Linked DNA regions of Oryctolagus cuniculus: region 2 is linked to region 1. Evidence: chromatin contacts called from public Micro-C data. All regions are on one chromosome and are shown on one strand. The core of a region is the stretch at or near the end of the contact, and the rest is flanking DNA. Distances in the headings are between cores, read along the strand shown. Region 1 overlaps PRDM10 (PR/SET domain 10). Region 2 holds the start of PRDM10 (PR/SET domain 10).

The links. A called contact is a pair of places that touch in the nucleus more often than the background predicts.
Region 2: a contact with region 1 is called in a Micro-C map of ear pinna, with 2.8 times the contacts expected there. The contact joins the promoter of PRDM10 here to the enhancer-like site in region 1. A contact is called at or near these places in 2 of 6 Hi-C or Micro-C datasets (ear pinna and liver).

What each region holds. Positions count from the first base shown.
Region 1 is chr1:123,815,122-123,818,586 of mOryCun1.1, reverse strand. PRDM10 (PR/SET domain 10) reads left to right here. Exons shown (of 21, transcript XM_070065558.1): 5 at 1,041-1,266; 6 at 2,981-3,222. Among named protein-coding and RNA genes, the nearest start is that of NFRKB, 56 kb to the right of the region's middle. Within about 2 kb of position 1,671, at least 2 of the 8 cell types and tissues checked have an H3K27ac peak or open chromatin away from gene starts, as enhancers often do. A contact at or near this core is called in ear pinna, where this site is marked.
Region 2 is chr1:123,882,367-123,885,831 of mOryCun1.1, reverse strand. PRDM10 (PR/SET domain 10) reads left to right here and starts at 1,733. Exons shown (of 21, transcript XM_070065558.1): 1 at 1,733-2,122.

The sequences.
Region 1 (3,465 bases), core at 422-2,921:
TTCTGTCTCTACTTATTTATTCTCAAGTGTGAGTGTGTCCATGTAGTCAGGCCCATTTAAAAAAAATATCTCTTCAAAAGGCAGAGAGACAAGAAAGAGAGGGAAAGGGAGAAAGAGAGAGAGAGAGATCTTTGATTCATTGGATCACTGCCCAAATCCCATGACAGGTGGGGCAGGGCCAGACTGAAGCCAGGAGCCCAGAACTTGATCTGGGTCTCCCACATAGGTGTCAAGTACTTTAGTCACCATCTGCTGCCATGCAGGTGTGCATTAGCAGGAAGCTAGAATTGGAAGCAGATCCGGGGACTTGAACCCAGGCCCATGAATATACGATGTGTGCATGTCCCAACTGACGTCTTAACTGATGCATCAAATGTCTACTCCTCATTCTTTAAAAGCTCAACCTCTCTTCCATGTTTAAAGGGAGAGCTGTTGGCTGGTACCGTGGCATGGGACCAGCCACGTGTTGTACTGTTGAGTTTCACAGATGCACAGTTTCACAAGTGAGGTGGCTGAAGGCAGGTCAGATCATTCCCTCTCCTAGCTGATGGCCGCCAGTAAGGGAGGGACCCGCAACTTGGCTCTGATATGAAGACTGATGGTCCCATACATAGGTGGCTTATGACAAGGCCTACTGCCTCCATGTTTGAAGTCCCTGGGCAGGCAGGTGTGGTGTGCCTTGAGAGTGAGGAGAGGACCGTGGGTTTCACTGAGGTTCAGGTGGGTCAGAGGCACGTGGTCAGGATCTTGCCGGGTGTGAGTCTTCCACTGGTGCCGGAGGAGGAAGCACCCAGGCTGGCTTCTCAGGCTGCCCAGATGTGGGGCAGGGGGTAAGGGAAGGTTGTGACATCCAAAATGAAACCAGATTCCTCCTCACTGCTACAGGTGGAAGTCATTTTTCCAGGGCCTTGAAGGGAGCCAGCGTGAAGGATTCAGTCCACCACAACCTGGCACTTAACATGTGCGTGTGTGTGTGTGTGTGTGCACCAGCCGACAAAATGCAGGTGTCTGCTCACTTTGTGCTTTGCACTGTCGTACAGGCCACGTTGCCAGTGCATAACCAGGTGCTGCCCTCCATTGAGAGCGTGGACGGTTCCGACCCTTTGGCAGCTCTGCAGAACCCTATAGGGAGACTGGAGGCAAAAGAGGAAGAGGATGAGGACGAGGACGAGGACACAGAGGAAGATGAGGAAGAAGATGGTGAAGACACAGATCTGGATGACTGGGAGCCGGACCCGCCCCGGCCCTTTGACCCCCATGACCTGTGTAAGTGTGGGGGCTGAGCTGAGCTGTGGGTTCCTTTATGTGATGTGTGCATGTGCATATGCGTGTGTGTGTGTGTGTGCAGGAGTGTGAGTGTGAACACGGTCCACACACATGCACTGAGTCCTCCCTCTGGCCCACGCTCTGCACGCATCATCTCCCCAGACTTGCTTGCCTGCTCTCTAGTTTTCCCCACGAGGAAGCTGCAGCTCAGAGGAAGTTATGCAACCTGCTCTGTATCTCAGGGCTGCGTTGGGGGGCAGGGGTGGGGGAACCCCAGCTTAGGGTTTCTCGGTACCAGCACTTCAGCTCCTGGATGCATGATAAGATTGTGCGGTCCTGGACTGTTCAGCCATTTCAGCTCCCATGTTTGCTTTGCTGCTTTACTTGTTTCCTAAGCAGCTCTTAAAAGCGCACCTCATGCCCCAGGCACTGGCCCTCCCCACTCACTAATGCACTTCTAGCTTTGCGCAGTCCTAGGGGTGGGGTTTTCCAAGGTCGCGCTAGTGAGCTGTGAGTCAGGATTCCAAACCAGGCGGCCTGTGTTAGGCCCAACACCTACCTTCCTGCCTCTCTTTCTGGCCTGCCTGCGAGGCCTCTGCTCCCCTCTTACCAAATCATTGCTCCTTTCTGTCAGTTTTCCTGCTTGTTGGCCGACTTCTGGCCTCACTGATGGGGGTTACCAGGGCTTTCTGAACTCTGGGACCTCACGCAGCTTCTGTCACACCCCCTGGGTGGCAGTGACAGAATCTGTCTGCGTGGGGCCACTGTCTAAGCTCCACATCCAGGCCCGGAGAACTCCTTCCTGTTGTTTCTCCTTGAATTTCTTTCAATTTCTCAAGGCAACTCCGAAGTCAGAAGTACAGAAAGTGGCTTTGTCCTCTCACTATTCGTACAGAGTAGCTCTCCATTATTTGAGAACTTACAGAAGTTGAAAATACCTAACCCAGCCCACCACCTGGCCTGAGTAGAGTCAGAGTGGATTTGTTTGTGTTGTTTGTGGCTGACAGTTGACTCAGAGATGAATGCTATTGGCCAAGAAGTGGGGAGAGCAGTGAGGGGGGAGGGCTGGACCAGTGCAAGCTGAACACCCCTAGAATGCACTAGAATGTCCAAGCGAAGGGTGGGGTGCTGCGTTCATTCATTCTAGCGCTGTCATCATGCAGTGCGCTGGTTGTGCGCTGGGCCCCGGGCTGCTCAGCAGCACCTTCCCTCTTAGTCCTGCCTGGGTGGTGCGGCTCCTCTGACTCCCTTGGAGGACACTGGTTCAGCAGCACTCTCGGGGGGTTTTCTTTTTCCTAACAGCTCTATTGAGGTAGAATTTACCTACTACAGAATTCACCTACTTTTGTCTCATCAGATTTCTGCAACGTTTAGCCTGATAAGGGCTTCTTTTTTGTCTTTTTCAGGCACGTTGTAGTTGGTTTGTGGATTTACTGGCCACTGTTTGACTCACCAAACCGCAGAGCAAAAAGTCACAGCCTGCATATTATTTTTGGCAGGCGTAGGCAAATTCTGCCTGATGTTAAGAGGAAAATTACAGGATTTTTTTTTTATTGGTCTGTGAAAGCTAATGGATTAAAATTGGCTAGATGGTGCCACTGCAGGAGTTAATTGAATTTGGCTTGAAAACTTAGATTTGGGGATTTTTCAGGTCAGAACTTTTTGCTTGGGGTCAAGTCTTGCTGAGGAATTGGACTGTTCTTCTCTTTTGTAGGGTGTGAGGAGTGTAACAACGCCCATTCTTCAGTGTGCCCGAAGCACGGCCCGCTGCACCCGATCCCCAATCGGCCCGTGCTCACCCGCGCCAGAGCCAGCCTGCCCCTGGTCCTCTACATAGACAGGTTCCTTGGTGGGGTGTTCTCCAAGAGGCGCATCCCCAAGCGCACCCAGTTTGGCCCCGTGGAGGGGCCCCTCGTCAGGGGCTCCGAGCTGAAAGACTGTTACATTCACCTAAAGGTAACTAATGCTTTATTGCCCTTCACCTGGTTCTTAACAGTTTTTCCAAGGGCACTCATTTTTTTTTTTTTTACAGCCATCTCTCAATTTCAATTTCACAGCAATTGTTTACGTGTGTTTTACTTTCTATGCCTGATTTGTTGTCAGTGGAAACTCTCACCAATAGAGCAGAGGTTTGCAATTCAGTTCCGTGTCACATTACGTGAAGTATTCCAAGACGTGTAGTGTTGGAGGAGGGGGCAG
Region 2 (3,465 bases), core at 484-2,983, 67 kb before region 1:
CTTCACATGGTTTCTTTGATTTCCATGTTCAAGTCTCAAGTCACAAGTCACGTGGTAGTATGGGGGGGGGGGGGCGTTCCGTAATACACAATTTAAATTGTCAGCATTCTCTCTCCTCTGCCTGTCCCTGCATTACTCTCTCAACAGCACTTGCCATCACCTGGAGTCATTTATTTGTGTTGTTCTCCTACCAGCCTTAGCTCAGAAAAGCGGGGCCTTGTGTGTTGTTGTCTCCTACTCTTGGTGTTCAGAACCATGAGGGGTACCCAGTGCATGTTTTATAATTGCTTCTTGTGAATGAGTGAATTTTACTGTGTTAATAAACAAGTTAATGACACATCACAGGAACACCATGTTATTGAGGCTCACTCCAGGCATTCCAAAGGAAAAACAATTTGTGGGGCGGCTTCTACCTGTTAATGTGTGTGCATTCTGAATTTCGGCAGCATTTCTCTAACTCCATGAAGGTAAGGTGTGGGGGGGGTGGCTCTCCGGACGGTAGCTCCACCTCTCATGGGTAACTGTTTTCGGGGTTTCTCGGTGTCATTTCCGGTCATTAGATGCCAGTTGGGACCACCCTAACAGGACATTTTAATAAAGTTCTATCTCCAAAAACCAAATGATTCAGGGAGTGGCAGGCTTTCTTGGCCATGGGAAGACCTGTCCAACTTTTCACAACCAAAAAAAATTTTTTTTTCAAATGGCTTTCTTAACCTAAGGAATCATCCCCCAGTCAACAAACTTCCTCTTCTATATACCCGGAGTAAGAGCTAATAGCAGCTCTAGCCCGCAAGTGCTGGGGTCTGCCCCATCAAGCCCCCTTTACCATTTCCGTTCACTTCAACAAGGTTGCTTCTCACCCAGTCCGGCCAGCAATGGGGGCTGCAGCCAGGTCATCAAGTTGCCTACAGGGTAATCAACTGTGGATTTTGAAAAACATAACGCTCTCCCATTCTTCCCACTTTGCTTTCAGTTAAATAAAACAGCAAAAACAACACGGCTGAAATTCCAGCCTCAAGTCTTTTCCCTGGTTGTAACTTCTCCCTTTTTTTTTCCTTGTTGGCCAACAGTGCAAGATTTCATGGGTTTTAGTAGCATCCTTAATGCTATCCCTCCTTGAAGTTCCAGCTTAGGTACTGACAGTCCCGGAGTCCAAGGTGTTTTTCACCTTGGAGCTGCCAACCGGCGTTGCCAGTGGGGGAGAGGGCGCTGCCTGCAAAGCCGGAGTTCATTCCTGTGCACATGGTTGCCCTTTGAAAAGGCAATTTCAAGGGACACAGCCTGAGGTCAAAGTCACGGGCTAACCGGTGTTCAAGAACCCTGCACTTCTTGGCGCTTCTGCCAACTTTCCCCTTCCAGAACGGTGAGGCGGGAACTAGACACACAGTGAGGGTGCTCTACGGGGTGGCAGGGCCTGGGCACCCACAGGCTCTCGGCAGCCGAAGCCCGCGGGGCGCGCGCTGGCCCACCGGTGTCGCAGGCTGCAGGAAGGCGCGTCCCGGGCACGCCGCCTCGCGCGGCCCTGCGCGGGCGCCTCCCGCTCGTTCCACAGAGCCCCTCGGCGCCCGGCGCATAGACGATTCCCTGGCCGGCGTACGCTGAGGAAAAGGCAGACGCCTCCCCGGCCTCACCGCGCCCGGGCCCGACCAGGGGTCTTGACCCCGAATGCGAAGCGTCGGGCTTTCTGATTGGCTTAGAGTACAAACACACGCGTGCGCCGCCTGAGAACCTCGCTCCGATTGGATTGCATAGGAACAGCAGAGCACGAAATAAAGAGGCCGTCAGTCATTGGGCCATTGTGTGAATCTCCTTTTGGCTCCTCTGCCGACAGAATTAACGTCTCAGGATCTTCGTCATGACTCTTAAATCTGGGCCTGTCAGTTTGCCCCAGCGTTTCTCGTCGCTAGGCACGGCATGGAGTTTACAGAATTTGGCCAATCATATCACCTCGAGGTCAGGTTGCCAGGCAGATTATGCTAATGAGGCCCCGCCTTTTATGCTGCTCCCACTCTGCGGCGGGAAGAACCACCTGGAGGTGGCGGGGGGGGTTTGATTTCCATCACCCCTAGGGAGAGAGGATCGGGGACCCGCTGATCTTCCACCTCCCCTCTCCCAACGTCGTGTAAGTACCTAAAGGATTAAGGGAAACGGATAAACCAGGGTCCGCAGTACCCCATCGCCTGGGAGGGTGTTTCGTCTTTGCTTAGTCCCACCCAAAATGGCGCCCAGCTCTTTCCGCGTCTCAGAGCCCGGCCGGGGCCAACCGACCGCGGACCCGGGTGGGGGGGGATTGATGGTGGTGGTGGTGGGGGGGAGAAATCCCGGCGGCACCGCCCGATGGTACAGTCCAGCCGGGGCTGGGACACGGCACCTCACTCGGGGTGGGGGGTCAAACCATCGGCACCTTCCAAGGGGAAAAGGGCAAAACCCCCTCCTGGAGGCCCTCCTAGCGCCGCGTTCAGCGATGGCCTCGGCGCCTCCTCGCCCCTGTCTCCGCCGCGCGCGGCCTCCCCCGCGACCCCCGAGCGGCTCGCACGCTCCGCCGGCCGCGCGCACCTCTCCTCCCCTGCCCGCGTTGGTTGGGCCGGGACGGCGGTTGGGCGGCCTCGCGCTCCGGCGGCGGCGGCGGTTGGGCGGGCGCTTTGCTGGCCGGGCCGGGCTGTGAGGGCCGGCGCGGTGGGTGGCGGCGCGGCCATGGTGCCTCGGAGCCGCAGGCCGCGCGCGGGCGCCCAAGACCGCCTGCGGCCGCGCTCTCGCCGACGGGGCGCCCAGCTTTGTTTGGCGAGGCGGCGCCTCCCACCTGCCGTAGACTGCTGGTCCCCCGGCCTTTATTTACAAGGTGGCGCCGCCGGGGTCGGGAGGCCCCGCCCGTGCGGGGGTGCGGGGATGGCCCCTGTGGGTCCGTGCGGGTCAGCGCCGTGTCGCTGGGCCGGCCGGAGGCCGAGGTCGCGGTCGCGGTGTGGCCTTGCCGCCGCCCGCCCGCGCCGGGTGCGGTGCGAAGGCGTGACGGGACCCGCCGGCGGGGAGCGGGCTGAGGGCGCGCCGTTGGCCGGCCGTCGGCGGCTTTGGCTCGGCGTCCGGGGGTGCCCTGCTAAGTCCAGCGGGGGACTGTCGCCGTCCGCCCCCCAGGCAGGTGCCGGAGCGGGTAGCGCCGTGGAGGATTGGGCTGCGTGCGCCTCTCGCCTTGCGGGGTGCCACCAGTTGGGTTCAGACCTCGTGGGGGTGGCTTTGTGCCGGCGTCGAGGATGAAACGGGGGGCTGACGCCCATCGGGCCAGCCCTGTGCGCTCATTCGCCTCTTGGATCTGTGGAGATCCTGCCCAGCCCGTCGCCACCCCCTGAGACCTCTCTCAGCTCCTCGGCGCTTAACCGTCATTGGAAACAAATCACGCTGGACTGGAGGTCCAGCCTCCTGCCCTGCCCTGTCACCGTGTCTGGGGCCCGCCGCGGCGGCAGGGCGCGCGGT